Regions from separate parts of the Oryctolagus cuniculus genome. Here region 1 is linked to region 2. A link is a contact called in public Micro-C data. All regions are on one chromosome and are shown on one strand. Each heading gives the region's core, a stretch centred on a gene start, on an enhancer-like site or on the middle of the called end of the contact. The rest is flanking DNA. Distances are from core to core; before and after follow the strand shown.

Region 1 (3,354 bases), core at 255-2,754, 350 kb before region 2:
AAGATGATACCGCGTTAGTCTTCGCTGCAAAGAAAAGCCTTGACCCTCCTAGCTTTGAATAAGACTTTGCTAATGCATGGGCCCATTTCAGGACTGCAGACCCAGGAAGGGCTGGAGAGGAGATTTATTTTAAAATAAATTCCAAGGAGCAGGATTTTAACTCGTTGGGCATTTGAGTTACAAAATCCAGCACATTTTATATTTTGACCAGACGTGCATGTTTTTTTACATAGGTATACTTTTTTAAAGATCCTATGTTGTTTGTGGGCCTTAAAATAACTGAGATGCTATCTAGCCTCATAAACCAGTTTGAAGGTTTTTTTTTTTTTTTGGCTTACATCAGCCAAATCAAGTGGTCAACAGCTACTCACTAAACTATTGTTGAATCAGAATAATGTTTTGCTTTCTTTTCCCCTAAACCCTGCTGACTTAGATCCAAACAGCCTCAATTTGCAATTCACCTTGAAAGTAGAGCAAAAAAAAAGTCTGAGTGAAGTCAGACCTCCAAGGCACTCAGCAGTACCGTTGCAACGTGGGCTCCCGCCCATGTGAACCACAGCCGATGAAGTTGGCACCCTATTAAGAGAGGAAAGCGAGCCCAGACCGTCTTCTGCCTGGAGCAGAGTTATGCTTTTTAACAAGGCGGCCAGCTCAGGGCTGGGAGTCCTCTCTGTGGCAAGAGTTTCACCGCCAGGAAAGGAAGGATAGGCTCCCTGGCACGGCCTCAGAAAGCCTCCTGGAATGAGGCAGAAGCCATTTCTAGAAGCTGCTGCTTGACCTCACTCATTTGTTGGTGCCTCCTTGACTCTACCAAGACCACTGTGTTGCTCTGAAAACAACGAACACAGTTCCAAGAGGATAAGCAAAAAAAAAAAAAAAAAAAAAAAAAAAAATCACTCTGAAATGTATGGTGGTATTTAATAAGACCTAATTGAATTTAATGATATTTAGCAAAATAAATTGAGTGGCTTGCAACAAAGAAAAAAACCAAGTTGCTTATCTCCGAAGGATACCAGCCTCACAGGGTAACAAGTGTCAGGATATTCCTAGGTGTGTTCTGGTGCTCAACCTGTGGGAAGCCCCAAAACTAGAGAGTTGGTGTCATCAGCACAGCACTCACTCACAGAAGGGCTCCCTGGTGCCACAAGGTGGAGAGTACTTCTCTTTTCAGAGGAGGCAACTGAATCAGACAGGTCAAGTAACCACCCACAAGTCACACAGGGAAAGAAACAAAACTGGGATTTAAATACAGATCTGCCTGATTGGAATGCACATTTTATTTTCTTATTCCTCTTCTACACAATCCAGCCTCCTAGAGTTGCTCTATAGGAAAAGTCTATGTAAACTGTATACTCCACCCCAGGACACAGGGACCTGGATTTGAGAAGCTTAAAGAAATGACAGTTCCTCCTGAAAGAGAGACCAAGGGGAGCCAAGGAGGTAGCATCAGGAGTCTGCAGTACTGGGAGAGGATTCCTGCTAGCACATTGCATACAAGGCTTCCAGTGGCTCACTAATCCTGCCTGTCCAGGACCTGCTTCCTCCACAACACTGACATGTGGGCTTGATAGAAACACTGAAGTCACTTTAAATTCTTCATGGGGAAAAAGCTCCTACCAAATCACCATTATTAGTCTCCTTTAACCATGTTTCAGTGCCCAGGACTGCTCCTATGTATTCTGATTTTCCTCCTTCCCCGCCACATGACAGGGCTTGAACTTGGGTGTGGCTGTGTGTGTCTTGTCTTGGCCAATGCAGAAAGTGCTAAGTCTCTCTTCTGAGCAGATTTAAGAGCTACATGATTCGTTATATCCTATCCCCTTTCAGCAGTGACAGGGGAGGACAGGTTGAAACTGAGCCTCCTTCGGCGAAAACCCTTGAGTGACTGACAAGCAGAGCCTCTCTGTTGACCGTGGAGCTTGCACAGGAAGCCAGAGATGCAGAGGGCTGTTTGTTCCTGCAGCATAATCCATTCCCCCGACAGCTACAGATCACATGGAAAGTCTTCACGTGGAGGAGCAAGCCAGAAAGCAAAGACACTAAATGAAGAAAAGCCAATCATTCAAGAAATATTTACTAAGCATCCATTTTTATAAGGGTGTGCTGGTGTGCTAAGCACACATTATTCTTCCTGAACTGGGAAATCCAGAGGGCATTTTTTTCCTTTAAGAAGCTGATTTGAAATTGGAAAAAAATTTGCCTTTGACAGATATTTTTAACTCCCAAATCTATTCATAGTCTAGAGGAAAAAAAAATTGCCCCCCAAACTATCTATAAATCTATCACCCAAGTGAATCTGCTTCGAGGCTTCCATTCTCTTTAGTTTCGTTAGTTGTCTGTTGGTGAAAGTATGACCAGCCCCTCCTAAAATCTAGATTATTAAAATATTCCAAGATGGTAAGCATTTCTATAGACTTCTGCTAAAAATGACTATTAAAAATCAGGAATTAAAAAAAAATTTCTCCTCATGGGCAATGAATCTCTACTGCTTAGGACCAAAATAAATAAACTTGTGGTTTCTCTATTTAATAGAGTTCATGTGAACTTCAATTTTGTTCATATGAAAAACAATCACTCATTGTTGTGAATGTTATTCTCCATTTCCTCTGTTATGGGCTTTCTTCCCTGTGCCAGGCAGAGGGCTGTGGTCATAGGTAGCCTAATGGTGTGCAGTGTAAATCCCTGGAAACACCTCTTTGGGGAGACTTGGTAAGAAGCATGTTATGTGAACAAACATCAAATTTCGTAGTCCCATGGCTATTTTTTGATTATCTTCCACTTTTATAATTACTTATGAAATTAGAGTTTGCCATCATCAAGCTTTCTACATATTACATAGGAATACATATCTGTAAATATACATATCTACCCACACATACGCACACGCACACATCCATGTCTAAGCATGGATTTAAGTGGGAAAGTACGTGGTGTTGGTACTAACAGAATCACCGTGAAGGAGTCAGGAGTAGCGCTGGGGTGGGAAAGACCTGACTCAGCCACTCCCAATCTCTGTCCTTCATGCAAATACCTTCACCTGGCCCAGGCTGCTGCCAACTCACTGAACAAGGAGAATACACCAGATGCTCTCCAAGGCCCGTTCCTGCTCCTGTGTCCCGGGTTCCACTCCTGAAGCTGCTTCTAGTTTGTCAGTGTTATTGGGTAAATTGCAAGTCTGGATTCCAGCTGGGTAGAACTATGTCAGCCAACAGCAAAAAGGGAAAACTCAAAGGACAACAAAGTTATGACATCAGAACAGTGGGATGACTGGAGATGGTTTGTGTGTGTGTGTATGTGTGTGTTCCAGATTTGCTTGCTGCTATTGCTGTTATTGTTACAGTTTTATAAATCAGC
Region 2 (3,612 bases), core at 803-3,302:
TATAGACTCTCAAGGACCTCTGACCGAGCCAGGCCCAGGGTAAAGGACAAGAATACTGGAGTGGGGTGCGTGGGGTGTCAGGAACCAGCGCTCCCAAAATGCATACACACTTCTCTGCGTGCCCCCCACACACCCTTACCTGGCCTGGCCGCAGTCTGAAGCTGTGGGCAGCTGGCGGGGGGGGTGGGGGGGAGCACGTGGTGACCTCCTCGCCGTCCAGAGCCGTGGACAAGAGGAGTCTGAGAGTACCCTGGGCCGAGGGGAGGGGGCGCGAACGTGCTTCTACAGCTGCTTTGCAAAATAAAAAAAAAAAAAAATGCTTTCCAAAGCCGAGTTCCACCCAGCAGATCTCCCAGCCTGCGAGGTTGGGATGGAGCCCTGGGCATTGTGCTGGGGCGGACTCAGACCGCGGGCCAGGCTGGCGCGGGAGTCGCAGCGCGGCCTGCTGCTGTGCCCCGCGGGTGGGCGGCGGGCGCCCGGTGGGCGATCCCGGGCTGGGCTGGGCGCGGCGAGGTCGGGCAAGGCCCGGGCGAGGCCGGGCCGCCGCGGCCGCCTGCTCCGGGGCTGCCGCGCCGCGCTCGGTCCTCTGTCTGTTTGTTGGCAGGAGGCTCCCGCACACGCGGTGCTTGTAAACATTCAGACACGAGATTTTTCCCAATCAAAATCCACTTCCACTTTTTTTGAAAATCTTCCAAAAAATAGTAAGAGGAGGGAGTTCCTCGCTCCCTCTCTGCGCCGCTGGCGCTCTAAGTTTGCAACTGAGAGGGTTTGGGGAAGGGGGTGTTTTTTTCCCTCAATCAGAGATTGCAAGATTTTTTGGGGGGGAGTCAAAGAGGAAAGCGTTGCAGGAGGACTGGCTGAGCGTCTGGCATCTATTTGGGGGCAAGAAACTACATTCTCTTTCCTTGTTTCTTTTTTTTTTTTTTTCTATTTTTTCTTTATTTTGTTTGTTTATTTTGCACGCCGCCTCGCTGCCTCTGGGGTTCGGCGGGGAGGGGCGGGCAGTGGCCACCCGGGCGGCGGTGGCCCGGGCTCGCTCTCTCCAGCTCCCGCGTGCCCCTGGCCGCCTCCTCCCCTGGCCCTTGCTCCTGCCCTTCGCCGGCGGCGGCGGCGCAGGAGGGCCAGCTCGAGGAGCCGGCACAAAAGGCAAGCGGGACAAACACCCACCTCAGGCCGGAACAAAAGGCGGCAGCGCCGGCCGCCTCCCCCGTGCTTCCCGGTCACCCCGTTCTCCCCGCGGCCGCGGCCCCTCTCCCGACTCGGCAGACTCTGGAGCTCCGGAGGCCCTTCGCTCAGTCCCACTTTCTCACTATTGTGGGGATGACTACTTTGCTCCCCGTGCACACTCGCCAGTGAGCGCGCCGGTGTGCAAGGGCCAGTCGCACTTCTCTCCCCAGGAATTGTTTGTGAGACTTGAACTCACTCGGACCCCTCCATTTTCCTGCGGCGAGTGGAAGCAACCCCCCTTTCCCCCCCCAGCTTCCACCTCCAGGTTTGCATATGAGTTGTCCGCATCCTTAGCATTGTTCATTATTTTTGCAAAACTGGGGAGTGGGGGGATCATTTCATTCCCTTTCGAAAAGAAATAAAGCGGCGGAAAGGAGGAGGAGTCCAATTTTTGTAAAATTAAATAAAATGTAAAAGGTATGTGCTACCTCAAAAGTGCACACACAGCTCTGTTTCGAGATCGGATGAGGGGTCCCCCCCCTTTTAATCTCTTTTACTCGACTCTCAGAGGTTTTTCTCGTGAAAAATTTAAAAATGCATGCACACACCCCTCTCTCCCCCTTGCTCTTGCTCCTCGTCCTGCGCACTCTCGTGATTATTAATAATTATTAATACTATTATTGGGTTACTTACGCGAGAATTCCCGTTTGCTTAAGTGCTGGGGTTTGCCTTGCTTGCGGCGAGACATGGTGAGCTGCGGGGCGGGCGGGCGGCGGCGGCGGCGGCGGCGGCGGCGGCGGGCGGACGACGGCTCGGTTCACATCGGGAGAGCCGGGTTAGAAAGAAGGAGACTCCAGAGAAAATATCTTCATCAGTGCCTTTTGACATCCAAAATAAATTAGAAATAATACAAAGATGGCGCAGGGAAGATGAATTGTGGGAGAGCCGTCATGGCTTTTTTTTTTTTAAAGCAAAAAAAAAAAAAAGAGAGAGAGAGAGAGAGAAGAGAGATAGAGGGAGAGAGAGAGAGAGATGAAAAAAATGGCAAAAGCCCCCCTGAGCTGCAAGTTCAAGTGCGGACGTGACGTCCCTGCGAACTTGAACGTCAGGAGTCTGGATGGACAGAGACACACAAAACATGGGCAGGGCGAGCAGGAGAGAAGGGGAGGAGGGAAGGGGAAGCTCACACCAATGGACACACATCAGGGGCTGGACATGAAAAAGAGACCAGGACAAGCCAATGGCCAGTGCGGGGCGGGGGAGGTGCGGGGCGGGGGGCTCTGCAGACGCCAGACGCGGCCCCTGGGGGAGGGGCGGGCAGAGGGGAGGGGGCTTTGGGGCCGCTGGCTCACCAGTGGCCACAGCGAGCGCCGCGGCGGTGGCGTGGCGGGGAGAGAAGAAAGGGGCGGCGGGGGTGGGAGGGAGGAGTAGGGGGGAGCAAGACGTGCGCCCTGCTCCCCCCCATACGCGGATCCCAAAAGAAAGATTATTTTTAAAAGAAAGAAAGAAAAAATAATAAAAGGAGTGCACCAGGAGGCTGCAGCCCGGGGCCGGGGAAGCGCGGGCGGAGGGAAGCCAGGTAGAGTTGCTCTCGGACACCCTCCTCCGTGCGCACACCCACTTCCCCTCCCCGCCGCCGCGCTCGCGCCCCGCGTGCAGACGCCCGGGGCCCCAGTGAAAGCCCCGAGCCCGCGGCTGCGCTCAGGAAACTTTGCCGAAGGAGAAGCTAGCAGAGAAAAATCACCCGAAGTTGAGAGCTGAGCCTCCAAGTTGGAGCTCCGCAGCGGGCGAGGGGAGACAAGAGGGAGCGCGCGGCGAGGCGTGATCCAGCCCAAGTTTAGAGGGTTGAGGGTCCGGAAGGGCAGCGCCCGGGCCTCCCTGGAGCCAGAGCAACCTAGAGAGAGGGAGCTGGGATGAGGGAGGCGGCGCAGGCCCGGGCCCGAGGGCCGAGAGGGCGCCCCCAAAGCCGAGCCTGGGATCAGGGATCTAAGCGCCCCAACAAGCGGCGGAGTCTGAATGTAACTGGAAGCACCGGGTCCCAGGCTTCCCCAGGGTCGCCGAAAGACAGAGAGAGAGGTCGAGGAATAAAGAACGCGGAGCCGGAGTCAGGGCTCGATCCAGCCCCGAGAGGGGGGCGCCGGGGGCTGGGGCGAGGGAGGCGCCTAGAGGTCCACCTCTCCGAGCGGCCGAGGGCCGAAGGACAAAGCGCGGGCAGTCCCGGGAGTCCCGGCCCCTGGGAAGCTGTTCCTGGGGCCGCAGGAGGTCCCCGACTCGGGTCCCGGGGAGGGACACACCCCCCTCCCACTCCAGAGCAACCGCGAACGCACAGAAGGGCGGAAAGAAAATGTTTCCTACGGGCAGAGCCCAACTGTTCCTGCGCTGTTACCCGGGGAAGGAAAAAATGGGGAAAGGAAAGCGAGCGGCCGGCTCCGCAGGAGCAGAGCG

The links. Hi-C and Micro-C count contacts between places; a contact is called where the count stands out from the background.
Region 1: a Micro-C map of ear pinna shows a contact between it and region 2, with 4 times the contacts expected there. The contact joins the enhancer-like site here to the promoter of BCL11A in region 2. A contact is called at or near these places in 2 of 6 Hi-C or Micro-C datasets (ear pinna and an unstated tissue).

What each region holds. Positions count from the first base shown.
Region 1 is chr2:142,458,856-142,462,209 of mOryCun1.1, reverse strand. No RefSeq gene overlaps it. Among named protein-coding and RNA genes, the nearest start is that of BCL11A, 350 kb to the right of the region's middle. Within about 2 kb of position 1,504, at least 1 of the 8 cell types and tissues checked has an H3K27ac peak or open chromatin away from gene starts, as enhancers often do. A contact at or near this core is called in ear pinna, where this site is marked.
Region 2 is chr2:142,112,032-142,115,643 of mOryCun1.1, reverse strand. It overlaps BCL11A (BCL11 transcription factor A), which reads right to left and starts at 2,052. Exons shown (of 4, transcript XM_051838573.2): 1 at 1,861-2,052. The coding sequence starts at 1,915.